2 separate regions of the Urocitellus parryii genome follow, and region 2 is linked to region 1. The links are chromatin contacts, called in public Hi-C maps. All regions are on one chromosome and are shown on one strand. Each heading gives the region's core, a stretch centred on a gene start, on an enhancer-like site or on the middle of the called end of the contact. The rest is flanking DNA. Distances are from core to core; before and after follow the strand shown.

What was found. Hi-C and Micro-C count contacts between places; a contact is called where the count stands out from the background.
Region 2: a Hi-C map of muscle shows a contact between it and region 1, with 3 times the contacts expected there. The contact joins the promoter of Rps5 here to the promoter of Ube2m in region 1. A contact is called at or near these places in 2 of 2 Hi-C or Micro-C datasets (liver and muscle).

What each region holds. Positions count from the first base shown.
Region 1 is chr15:185,218-191,990 of mUroPar1.hap1, forward strand. Ube2m (ubiquitin conjugating enzyme E2 M) reads left to right here and starts at 2,684. Exons shown (of 6, transcript XM_026379772.2): 1 at 2,684-3,384; 2 at 4,524-4,618; 3 at 4,721-4,759; 4 at 4,861-4,964; 5 at 5,264-5,327; 6 at 5,411-5,928. The coding sequence starts at 3,276. The coding sequence ends at 5,551. It overlaps Mzf1 (myeloid zinc finger 1), which reads left to right. Exons shown (of 6, transcript XM_026379725.2): 6 at 1-384. It overlaps Chmp2a (charged multivesicular body protein 2A), which reads left to right and starts at 6,512. Exons shown (of 6, transcript XM_026379768.2): 1 at 6,512-6,648.
Region 2 is chr15:314,247-321,019 of mUroPar1.hap1, forward strand. It overlaps Rps5 (ribosomal protein S5), which reads right to left and starts at 4,083. Exons shown (of 6, transcript XM_026379771.2): 1 at 3,984-4,083; 2 at 3,352-3,460; 3 at 595-804; 4 at 297-425. The coding sequence starts at 3,459.

The DNA of each region.
Region 1 (6,773 bases), core at 1,434-3,933:
GCAGCTTACACGTGCAGGTGCACATTCAGAACATTGCAGACTTCAGACCTGATGTTTCCAGGACACTGTGCCGTTGGCTCTGTTAACCTAGCCATCTTCTGCTTCCACATATTGACCAAGCCCTTGATAGAGCCCCTCCTCCCTAACCCCACTGGTGGGTGCCTTGGGTTCAGGTAACACGGATTAAAGGATTCAGGTGCAGGGGGTGGGGTTGTGGCCCAGGAAGAGTGCTTGCCTAGCATGCGTGAGGCACTGAGTTCAATCCTCAGCATCACATAATAAAATAAAGGTATTGGATCCACCAACAATTAACAAATTTTTTTTTAAAAAAAGGGTTCTTGGGCTGGAGATGTGGCTCAAGCAGTATCACGCTCGCCTGACATGCACGGGACGCTGGGTTCGATCCTCAGCACCACATAAAAATAAAGATGTTGTGTCCACCGAGAACTAAAAAATAAATATTGAAAAATTCCCTCTCTCTCTCTCTCTCTCAAAAAAAAGGGGGGGTTCTGGTACAGCATGATCCAGTTTGAGCCCTAAGTCCCAGTCAGGGCATGAGTCAGCCTGGCCCTGACCTGGCACTTCCAGGAACAGCAACTTGGGCCTGTGTGTCCAAGCTTTTACAGGGACATAGCTGTACCTTTCCCTTCCACTTGAAGTCATTTCAACCTTCAAAACTGGGGCCCTGGCCTATAAGCCTATAAGCCAACCTGAGCCAGAGGCCACTCCTGTGACACAAGAGGGGTCATCCATCCCTATGATGACATTCACTATCCCTTCTGACCCCCAGAAACTGGGCAGAATCCAAATAAGAAGAGTGGTCACTGGACCCTCAGCAGGCAAGTGTTGTCATACTGTCAGCAGGGACAAGGGCCTGAACAGAACAGCTCAGCCCCACACAGTCATAGCCATAAAAGAAATCTGGCAAAGAAGTCCAGAAAGCCCTAGCAAGCGGGAACAGCGAAAAAATGCCTGGCCTGCCTGTCCCTGAGCCAGTGGCTGGCCATACTGTTCACTCCCAAGCCCAGCACTCTGCTCTCAATGCTGATTCATGCAGTTATTCTCACCCCAGCCCTTCTATACACCTTCTACACTCCTTAGCATTGCTGATTCTAGCCTCATCTCTGACCTAGAACCTACAGCCTCCCTTCCCTGCCTACTCCTGCCCCTTCTCCAAAACAAACCTGTCTTCCAACCTCCCAGAAGCTACAGTAAACACCCACAGTTGCACACACAGCCCAGCTCCTGACTTCAGTTCAACCATCCCCTTCTCCCTAGTCTGCACTCCAGGACCCAATTCTTCCCATGTTGTTGCAGGACTGATGGTCCTTCACTGGATGGTGACATGTGAGATCACAGACCATACAAGTCCAGCTTTGGCTAATTCAGCATCAACTCTCTGGGGGACCAATACCCCATTCCTAGGTGGATCATCAGTAGATGGGCTTCAGCAACTAACTGGAGGATGGACACATGAACCAGGCTGGCCAGTAAGAACCACCCAGAGACTGTACTTAAACAGTCATCAACTCTCTTGAGGAAATGATCTCTATGAAAACAATCAGCCACAGAGCGGTGTGGCTAAGAATGGTGAGTATGAAAGAAGAGGAGGGGACAGAGAGAGAGAGAGAGAGAGACAGAGAGAGGGGGGAAAAGGATAGGGAGAGTCTGGAGGGCCCTTGTGAGTCCCAGAACTAGCCACGAGAAGCCTGAGGAAACAGATGGACAAGTCCTGCTGGCACCACACCCAAGCTGTCTGAGCGTCCATCCTTGCCCCCCAATCCTTTCCAAGACTCAGCTCTCAAGGGAAAGGCAAAAGAGGATGCCGGGGGTTTATGACCGGGTCAACCAGTAGGCTGGAGGGGCGAATCCGCCGAGGTGAGGGCTGCGGGCCAGTCCGGCAGGCTGGTGCTGCTGCCCTTTGGCAGAGGGCTAAGAAGTACACTAGCTGAGATCCCCCACGCGGCGCCGCCCCCGGTTTCCTTGGTGACGGCCGGAAGTCCCTGACTGGCGCGCACCGTTTCCTCCCGCCCTCCTGGCAGGCGGAGCTGTGATTGGGTCAGAGGTAACCACGCCTGCGGAACCCCGAAAGCGGTGGGGAGGTACCAAGGAGGCGGTGCCCTTTGGCGAGTCCCGGCGAGCGAAGAGTGCCCCATCCCCCAAGGTCCACTCTGGCCTGTAAACCTATACAGTAACCACCACTTTGTGGCACAATGTTTGTCTTTAAGAGACGGGATGTTGCTTTTATCGCCCGTAACTCCTGGGCTCAAGAGATCCTCCTGCTTCAGCCTCCGAACAATACGAATTTTCTGTTAATTTACCTCAATTGAATTTCCATGAGGAGACCTTTGGATTTGCCTTAGGACACTGAGGGTGCTCGACCCTGTCCTCGCCCAAGTTCTACCTTTGTCTGTGACCTTTTGGGGGCAAGGATCTAGTCTGACCCACCACTATTGCGCTCCACTTGAATGCAACATTAAAGGAACTCAGGAAGAGCCAGGAGAAAGCATCTGCCCCACTCAAAGTTGGCTACAAGCATCACTTCCTGTACGGCCCGGCGAGGGTTCCCGGAAGTGAGCCCGGGACCGCTTAATGTCACCTGCACGAACGGAAATACCCGAGCCCAGCCGGAAAAGCCCGAACCCCAAGCCCCAACGCTGAGCAACGAGGGCTGCGGAACTGCGCACGCGCACAGCGCAGGCCCGGCAAGAAGAGCCGAAGCGGGCAGGCGGCGGAAACATCCGAAGCCGTGGGGTGCCGGAGGCCGTTGCCAATCTCTGCGCCAAAGCCGCTGCTACCGCGGAAGCCGAGCCTCCACCGGTACACGGCTACCACCACCGTGGCTGCCGCTCCCTCGTTCCATCCCGAGCCTCAACCCTTTGCAGAGGGAGCGAGTGAGCTCTGACCCGCGGGGACCAGGAAGCCCGGCATCTGCAGCCTTAGCTGGGCCTCAGAAGACCTGAGCGGGCGAGGGGGAGGAGGGAGCGGCCGGGAGAAGGTGGGGCGGGGCCGATCGGGCCCGAGAATAGCCGAATCTGCCCGAACGCCGCCGAGCGAGACCGAGGCGCTGGGCCAGGCCAGAGCCGGACTACGGGAGCCGAGGCGGGCCGCGCGGTGGGCGCGGAGCAGCGCGGCAGGCCGGGCGGGCGGCGGCAGCAGAGGAGGAGGCCGCGGCAGCGGGTCCAAGGAGCGGAAGAGGCGCGGACGGCAGCGGGGGGCCGGGTGGCCGGGGTCCCGGGCCCCGCAGCGGCGGCGGCAGCGGCGGCGGCGGCAGGATGATCAAGCTGTTCTCGCTGAAGCAGCAGAAGAAGGAGGAGGAGTCGGCCGGCGGCACCAAGGGCAGCAGCAAGAAGGCGTCGGCGGCGCAGCTGCGAATCCAGAAGGGTATTGGTCGGGGGATGGGGGTTGGGGCCGGGGAGGGGGGAGTCGGAGGACAGGGCCCAAGGGAGGGCAATGAGGGAGTCAGGAATGGGGAAATGTGGCCACCGAGGGTCAGGGATGGTGGGCCGCGGATGTGGCGTGTCGGAGGTCAGAACTTGAGGACTGTGATGCCGAAAGTGGGGTTAGGGTAAGGCGGCCACTAGGGAGGGTCACAGAAGAGACCCGGTAGCGGGGGCTTGGGATTTTGAAGGCCTGACGCCTGGTATTAGGGCCCTTGAATCTGAGTATAAGGTGGGGGTGCGGGGGCTCGCGAGTCTGGAGGTCAGACCAGAACTTGGCTTTGGGGTGAAGGTCCAGAGGGATAGCGAGCACCGAGAATTGGGGAAATGAGTAAGACACAGTTTAGTATATGATGCTGGGATCTCTGGGAATCTGAGTCAGAAAAGGGCCCAGACTCATGGGTTTGGGGGTTAGACAGCAGTTTGGAGTTTGTGGAGCTGGAAGGGATAGTGGGTGTCAGAGGCTGAAGAGGGGAAATTTAGACTATCATGCTGAGAATCTCAAGAGTCACAGGGAGTGGGAAGGTGAGCACTTGAAAGTGTGAGGGTCAGATGGGAACCTGGGTTTGAGATGAGGAGGAGGGGTGTTTTGATACAGAGGGGATGATTTAGGGTATGGTGAGCCAGGGTCGTTGAGTTTGAATGGATGAATAAACACTGTGGAGAGTGGAAGTCATGACTGGGGAGCCTGGGGTTAGGATGTTCAGAGGCTGTTAGATGCCTGGACTTTTAGAATGAGGGCCACATGAGAGTGGAGTCACTTGGGGAACTGAGTTTGGGGGTATTTAGGGCTGTGAATTTAGTAGAATTAGTGTTCACCTTGGCCCAGGAGGTGGGACAATTAAAGATGCATGTTTTCGGTGTGCTGTGTATCCAGAAGAGCCCACCTAGAGACTGGAACAGAGAAAGCAGAGAATACAGGATGGGTTAGAGGTGAGGTGTGGAAACATAGCGCAAGACAGAGCCCATAGAGTCTGTGATGAATCCATCAGGACTTTTCTGACACCTGTGCAGAGCTCCCTCCTTTCTCTCATGAGCCTCTTCCTCCCTCTTCTGGCCTCTTTCTCTGCTGCCCAAATGCAGACATAAACGAGCTGAACCTGCCCAAAACCTGTGACATCAGCTTCTCAGACCCAGACGACCTCCTCAACTTCAAGCTGGTTATCTGTCCTGATGAGGTAAGTGTGGCCCAACTTGTACTGGCCAGACTCCCAAGAACAGAGCAGGGATACTTTGGCTCTGCAGGATGGGGCCCTACCACCTTCTCTCTTCCCTCCCAGGGCTTCTACAAGAGTGGGAAGTTTGTGTTCAGTTTTAAGGTGAGTCCCAAATGGGCAGAGGTAGCTCCATGGACTGAGGAGGCAGCATCTGAGGCCCTGTCAGGCACCTACCCACCTCCTTTTTCTTTTCCTGGAGCCAGGTGGGCCAGGGTTACCCACATGATCCCCCCAAGGTGAAGTGTGAGACGATGGTTTATCACCCCAATATTGACCTCGAGGGCAACGTCTGCCTCAACATCCTCAGGTAAGGTTACTGGCCCTCCACTTCCTTCCCCAGCCCTACCTGCCAGTCCCCCTTATAGCTTACTGCATCACTCTCCGTCCCTTCTCTCCCCATTATGGCCTGCATCCCTCTGTCCCGTTATCTCCAAGTCATCTTCCTAATGGCCCAACCCAACTTTTTCCATGGCCTGTCCTGCTCCCTGCCTCCCTAGTTTCTCAAATCCTCACTCCTGCATGCCCTGACCCTGACCTATTCAGTACCACCAGAGCCTGTAGTGGCCTCCCACTCACCAGCCTGACCCTGATGCTCTCTGTCCACAGAGAGGACTGGAAGCCAGTCCTTACGATAAACTCCATAATTTATGGCCTGCAGTATCTCTTCTTGGTGAGTAGGAGTGGGCATTTGGGACTTGGGGAGGTTGGCTTTCTTCCTCTCTGGCCTGTTGACCCCACTTGTACTGGTCACAGGAGCCCAACCCTGAAGACCCACTGAACAAGGAGGCTGCGGAAGTCCTGCAGAACAACCGGCGGCTGTTTGAACAGAATGTGCAGCGCTCCATGAGAGGTGGCTACATCGGCTCCACCTATTTCGAGCGCTGCCTGAAATAGGGTTGGCGTATACCTGCCCCTGCCAGGGCCACCAGCCCAGGCATTCCCTGCAAATATTTATTGGGGGCCACGGGGTGGGGGGTGGGGGCAACCGGTGGGGGGAATCCTCTGCCTTGGCCTTGCCTCCCCTCTCTGCTACCTGCCCCTAGTTATTTTTTTTTAACCATCACGTGATTATGGTCGGCGCTGTCTCCCCCCGACCTGCTCAGCGATGGGAAATGAATTGGCTTGTCTAGCCCCCCCGCTGGGTGCTGTCCAGCCCCCCACTCTGGGCTGTGGGGTGGGTGGGCAAGGGGCCCCGGTAACTGGGCCCAGGCAACCCACCTCTCCACCACCGGAGGTCCCACCAGGCTATTAAAGGGGAATGTTACTGCATGGCCTCTGCCTCTTCCTTCTGTGGGATGGGAGGGGCAGGTAAGGTCCTTCAGGGGTCTGAAGGGGGTGAGGGCAGTGGAAAATGGATGGTCGCAGGTGAGGTGGCATTTGGTCACCCTACAAAGACTGGCTGGTACCTGGGATGGTCTTGGGTTGGGTGGGATGACGCTTGCTCTGGGGTGAGGAGGGCAGGCCTCTAATCTGTGGCTTCCTGGCACCTGTCGGCGCATAGCATCTCCAGCTTTGCCCCTTTTTGCCATGTGCGGGACACAGGGGGCTCCTGTTTGGCGCTGTCCGAGGCCTCAGGCAGAAGTCAGGGTTGCACGAATGAACTGTGCCCTAAGCGGTGGCACGGGGGCCCTCCAGAATGTCTAGACTGAAGGCACCCAGAGATGCACTTCTCGGCTGCCGACGCAACCCGCGCCCTAGCTCGGTTCACTAGGGCGGGACTCTGACCCAGGGAACGCCCTCGGACCTTTGGCAAAGACACGGGAACTGGTGCGCAGGCGCTTGGGCGCCGGCCTGTCTTACTGCGCGTGCGCGCCAGCTACTTCCCAGCATTCCGGGTGTGGGTGGGGCCTGTGACGTCAAGTCGTTTAATCCGGAAACGGCGGCGGCGGCGGAGACGACAGAACCGAGAGGCCTTCGTTAGTGGGCACGCCAGGGATCTGAGCAAGAGGCGCGTGACCCGGAAGCGGAAGCAAGTCCCTGTGCCAGCTCCGGTGAGTGGCTCCTGCTGGGCCGCAGGTCCCGGGTGGGTGGCGGTGTACGAAGGTTTCTCTAGGCTTAGGTGTCCAGGGTCAGGCTCCTCCCTGGGACCCAGTCCTCGTCATCTGGGCCCCCCACA
Region 2 (6,773 bases), core at 2,833-5,332, 130 kb after region 1:
CAGGTCTAAGAGGAAACAAAAAGAAACCACCCCACACAGTGCATCTGTAGCATACACTACAATTATAGTACATTTTACACACTGTACATCAGAAACAAGATGAAACCAGACTTTGAAGGGCTCCGGGAGCCAGGATGTGCTCTGAACAGGGTGTGATTCAGGAAGCTTTCCTGGAGGAAGTGAGGCTCCAGGTAAAACATGCAAACAGGGACAACCTTTGTGCCCCAGGTAGGACTCCACCCACTCCTGGCAGCTCTTCCCATTCCACCTGCACAAGGCCAAGGGCCCAACCCCACCTGATTCACACGGCGCAGTGGGGACACGTCCACAGCCTGCCTTCTCACTGTGCCAGCTCGCCCAATGCGTGTTGAATCCTCCCGGGGGCCACTGTTGATGATGGCATTCACCAGGACCTGCAGAGGGTTCTAGTAGACAAGGGGGGCTATGAGCTCAATGTCAAGCCCCAAGTGCTCCCCCTCCCCGACCAATCCTAAAACAGGGTGACAGCCACATAGGTTGACAAGCGTGGCATGCATACCAGGGCGCTTCAGCATGTGGTACAGGCAGAGCCTGCCTTGCTTGTCAGAGTCCTACCTCACCAGTGAGCAGGTGGATGATCTCAAAGGCATGCTTGACAATGCGCACAGTCATGAGCTTCTTGCCGTTGTTGCGGCCGTGCATCATCATGGAGTTAGTGAGGCGCTCCACGATGGGGCACTGTGCTTTGCGGAAGCGCTTGGCAGCATAGCGTCCTGCACTGTGGGGCAGGTACTTGGCATACTTCTCCTTCACCGCAATGTAATCCTGAGGCAACAGGGGATGAGGAACAGTCAGGAACAGGATGGACACAGCCCAGGACCAGAGGATACCCAGTACCCAACACTGCAATCCCAGTCTGCCCCCGCCCCAGGGGATATGGATGTGAATCCAGCTTGCCCTGAAAGAGGGAAAACTACACAAGTGGATTTCCTTCCATGTAACACTTCAAGAGCACTCCATTCACAACGGAGTGAAGTCCACTGTTTGTTTTTTTTTGCAACAGTGCTCCCTGAACACGGACGCTGTAGGGCAGACAATTCTCTGCTGAAACTACCACAGGATGTTCAGCAGTACCCAGTACATTAGCAGCAACCCACTCAAAGTTTTTGTTTGTTTTGGCAGTGCTGGGATTGAACCCAGGGCATACTAGGCAGGTGCTCTACTATTCCTCTTTATTTAGACAGGGCCTCTCCAGTTACTGAGACTGGCCTCAAACTTGCAATCCTCCTGCCTCAGCCTCCCGAGTTATTGGAATTGCAGGTATGCACCACTGTAATTTTGATAACTAAAAATGTATCTAGATGTTGCTGAGTGTCATCGGAGTCAGAAGCACTGTTAAAAGCCAAAATGGTAGCCTTGCACACATAAGGATGGCAGAAGGAAATTAGAGGAGTATGCAAAGTGGACTGCAGTTGATACTTCCATTACAAAATGTGTCCAAGGCCACTCTTATTATTTCCACGTGAGAACATAAATTCGAGCCCTCTACTGCTGAGCCACAACCCCAACCCCATCCCCAGTTTTTACATTTTTTAATACCTTTATTTTTATATGTGTTACTGAGGACAGAACCCAGTGCCTCACAGGTGCTAGGCAAGTGCTCTACCACTGAGCTACAACCTCAACCCTGTAGTTTTTACCTTTCTAAAGCATTGTACAAAAAGAAAAAAAGTAACTGAAATCCAATGTGACTGTGAGGCATAAACATACCATCTGGTTCCTAATGAAGAAGTTTGGGCCTGTGGGGTGCTATGGTACAGCACTCGCCTATCATGCAAGAAGCCCTAGATTCCATCCCTTGCACCACAATATACAAAGCTGCCTAAGCAAACCCATGGAGGAGTGAATTGAAGCTCTCCCAGACATCCAGAATGAAAATAATCCTGTGTCCTTTAGGCACAGTACATAAGTGCTATGGCATCTTCAGAGGGAACAAAAATGCTTTAATTTCTTTTCAAACAAAAAGGAAAAAAAGTAAACACAACTCACATTTATCTTTATACAAACACACAAAATATCATTATTATTACTACTACTGTTTTATGGTGCTAGAGATTGAACCCAGCGGCACTTAACCACTGAATTACATTCTTGGCTCTTTTTTAAATTTCTTTTCTTCTTTGAGACAGGGTCTAACTAAGTTCCTTAGGGTCTCAGTTTGTTGCCGAGTCTGGCCTTGAACTTGTAATCCTCCTGCCACAGCCTCCCAAGGTGCTAGGAACTACAGGCTTGCAAAATATAACCTTTAATATTAATTTTTTTAAAACACAGGAAGAGCCCTCAAAAATACAAGTTCCTAAGGTCCATGAAACTCCTGAAACAGGAAGCTATTTGAGGGCTGGGGGCATGCTCAGCAAAGTGCACACCTCTGCATCAAGGGGCAGGAGTGGCAGAAACTCTGTAAAACAGTATGAGAATAAGACAGAAGTACAAGCACTCACAATTCTTGATTTCAACATGTTACAAAGCTACAGTAATCAGGTACATAGTACTGGCATAAACATAAGATATACAAACCAACAACATAATTCAGAATCCAGAAATAAACCCATTTATTCACAGCCAACTGATTTTCAACAAGTTCACCATTCAACTGGTTAAAAAACAGTCTTAACAGATGATGTTGGATAACCAGACCATGTTAAAAAAAACCCGAGATGCTGGGTTAGGGCTATAGCTCAATGGCAGAGCACTTGCCTGGCATGTGTGAGGCACTGGGTTCAATTAGATCCTTAGCACCAACAAGACATTTTGAGCAACCCCCACCCCCCAAAAAACCACCCAGATGCTTCCACTTTAAAACAATAGAAAAATATTTTTGTGTGTATATAGTCCTAGCTGTTGAATGCAGGGCCTTGAACACATTAGGCAAGCACTCTACCACTGAGCTATAGACCCTAGACTAAATGGTAAACAGTTATGTGTATTCACTACAAAAACAACAAAATGCATGGAACAGTATATGTGATACTTCTGAAAAAGGAACCCCATATAAAACTGTACTAACCTTTAGGCAAGATATAAGAAAGAGTGGATGTGGTGATTCAGCGATCTTTTTTAAACATATTTTACTTGTAGGTGGACATAATACCTTTATTATTTATATGTGGTGCTGAGGACTGAACCCAAGGCTTCACACATGCTAGGGAAGGGTTCTAATGCTGAGCCACAACCCCAGGGATCTTTTTAACTGTCCTGACTTTAAATGTTGACTTAGTGGAACAATCCCCAAGTTTCAAAGGTCTCCTCCTGGAAGAATCCACATCTCCTTCCAACGCCTAGTAGGGAAGGCCAGTGTCAAGTCCCCCTCACCTGCAGGGAAATGTCATTGATCTGCACATCATCAGTGCTCCACTTCCCGAAGAGCTTGATGTCCGGGGTCTCTGCAACTGCAGGTGCGGCTGTCTCCCACTCCGTCATCCTGGGGACAGGGGTGAGAGCAGAAATAAACAGAGTCCACCAGCCTGGAGCACAGGCTCCAACTCCGGTGGGATCAACTGGGAGGCTGACCCCATCCTGGGGGAATTAGAAGGGACCTAAGTAAATTGTGAACATCTAGGCACCCCACCCCCATCCTTGAGGTGGTAACACTATCTGACATAAGGAAAGCCGCACAAATGCTGCGACAGAACCCATGAAAAAGTTTCCATTCCGGCTTGATACTAGGCAGACACTAACAAATAGTTACCAAGGAGCTAAGAAAACGGGAACTTCCGGTCTCAAAGTGCAGCCGAAAATCCCACATCAGGGCCCGGGAGCGCTGCCTCGGCGGTGGAGGACCATGGCGTGGCACCAAGTGGCTTTGGCCGCGCGCGCTTCCGAGTACCCGTTTTCCAGAAGAGGGGAGAGCCGAGCACGGAAGGCGCAGGCCCCCGGGCCCCACCGCCGATCTCTTGAAGACCCTGGGCCGCCCCTTCGGGACCCGACCCCCCCTACAGCCTAACCTGAGAGCACAGCTGGGAGTCTCGGTCGCTCCGCGTGCACCACGCGCCACACTCGTACAGACAGGAAGAGGCCGCGCAGCGCAGACCGACGCTTTTAAGTGGAGGGAAAACTTCCGGGTCAGCAGAGGCTACGGGAGAGCACAGTGGCACTGAGCGCTCACAGACCAATCCCGAGTGAGGATGAAAGGCAGCCTCCCAATCAGACGAACGCGCCTATCCGCCGCGCACGCGCACTCTCAGAAGCGGGACCACAACTTGCCTGGCGGAAGTGCAGTAAGACGTAGTTGCCAGGACACGGGGCCTGTGCACAAGTGCATAGACGTCCAAGACCCACGCCGCCATTTCAAATGAGGGCAGAAGTCCGGGACGCGATCATTTCGGCCCGGCGTTCGGCTCGGTACCCTATCGTTCTTTGCCGCCCTCAGGACTGCTTCCTCAGGACACACGCATCGCGTCTCCGCATTGGTGGAGTGAGTCTGCCACCGCCCTCCGCAGTGCCACGAGTATGGGCCGTCCACGCGCGGCCCCTCCCCACTGACTGGGTCTGCGGGTCCCCGGCCGCGGCGGTCATTCCTCCGGTTACCTGCCGCGGGGATTTCCCCGCCGTCCTGCCTTTGGTACCCCAGTTTCGCGTCCTGGGGTCGGGTTCGCGGCGGTGAGAGCCAGACCCACATGCTGGAGCAGTGCTACCCATCTGGAGGTGGGGGAATTGGAGCCGGGCAGGGCTGGCAACTGGGTCCCCTCGGGGGCGTTCTTTATCCTGGTGCTCATAACCGTGTCCGCGGCCCCGGCTCTTGGGCTGCTGTTTTGAATTAGGCTGACTTCTACTTTAAAGTTTTTTTTAAATATCTTTATTGTTTTTATCTTATTCTTATGTGTTGCTGAGGATCGAACCCAGAGTCTTGCACGTGCTAGACGAGCGATCTACCGCTGAGCCACAATCCCAGCCCCTGACTTCTGCTTTTGAGACCAAAGGCTGCAATGAGGGATGGGACTGTTCCCCTATCCGGTCCCCATACAGGCCTCTATCTCCCCAGCTATTGCTTCTGCCAGCTGCTCCCAGAAGGATCTCTGAACAGGTCACCTGGGGAGGGGCTGACAGTGTCCTTATAAAGATGGGTTAGGGATGTAGCTCAGTGCAAAAGGGGTTCAGTGCCCAAAACTACAAGGGAAAGAAGAGGCAAAGTTGGGGGAGACACCCATGTGACCATAGAGACCTAGATTGAAGTGATGCACCCATAAGCCATGGAACATGGAGCCACCAGAAGCTTGAAAAAACAAGGAAGGGTCCTCCACAGAGAATGTGCCCTTGCACCACCTTATGAACTTATGATCTTCGGAACTCAGTAAATTGTGGTTTTAAGCCACTAAGTTTGTGGCAATTTATTACTGCAGTCATCCACACTAATATACCCCAGATACTGAAAAGCTCCCTTTGCCATGTTTGGCCTTTACTTCCGTGTCACCATGATAACTTCATGGTGACACCTGAGATGCCATCCTTCCTACCTCATTCTCTTGCCTCCTATAGTTAGGAATTACTCTGGGTAAGCAGCTCCCTGATCCCATAGGGACAATTAAGAATCTAGGAACCAGATTACTTACCTTTCAAAACAATCTTATGAGGTGAACATACCCATTTTACAGTCAGGGAGGCTCAGAGAGATGAAGTAACATTCTCCAGATAAAAGAGCAGAAGGTGGTGAGGCTGGGAATCTCCGATGGCTGCCCCATGGTGTGATCTCTCCTACTTCAGCTGTCTTTCCCATGTCCCTGCATTGTGTCTCCCACAATTTTGGGGGTCCCTGCACATACACAATGCCTATGACATATTTGTTCTGTGAACAACAAGTGGTCCTTTCCCCTAGTATGGCATAATCCAGACAGGGACTCTATCCCTAAACCCTCTCCCTCTTCAAAGGAAATGCTGCTTGCCCAGTAACCATGTGATTATGGGCTGTAGTTATAGAAGGGTTTGTCCTCCCTCCAGGCCTGCTGAAATAAAGGTGCAAAGGAATGAACAGGCATACTGACTCTCCAATTCTTGCAGGACTGCCCTGTCTCTCCCTGCCACAGTGCCATGCCTATGGAGTGTGTCCAAACACAGGCTTCTAGGGACAGTTGCCTGTGCCAGTCCACCTGCTGGGTGACCTGGCTTAAGCCTCTTCTAGGTTCAGTCTGCAAGCTGCAGATTGAGACCCTGTGTTGTCAGGATGACTGTAGCTCTGGAGAGATACAGGGAGAGTGCATGTGCTGGGGTGTTGATAAGAATGGATCCAGTTCAATCCCCATACTTAGGGTTATCTAGTAGAGAAAATGGGAGGCTGGCCAGGTATAGTGGAGCACACCTGTATTGTGTTTTTTAAAAAATATTTATTTTTTAGTTGTAGTTGATTCCAATATCTTTAATTAATTTGTTTTTATGTGGTACTGAGGATCAAACTCATGGCCTCACCCATGCTAGGCGAGCTCTGTACCACTGAGCCACAACCCCAGCCCCACCCCTGTATTCTTAGCTGCTGAGACCTGCAAGTTACAGGGCAGCTTGGGCAACTTTGATCCTGTCTCAAAATAAAAAATGAAAAGGGCTGGTAACATAGTTCAGTGATAGAGTGCCGCTGGGTTGAATCCCTAGTACTGGGGGTGGGTGGGGAGGGAGCATCAGGTGCTGGAAACACAGGCATAAGTACATAGAGGTACTACTGTGGTTGAATTGTGCTTGATGAGGTTGAAGGCAGAGGCTCTGGGCCTGAGGCATTCCCTTACTCTGCTCAAAAGGGACATATGTCA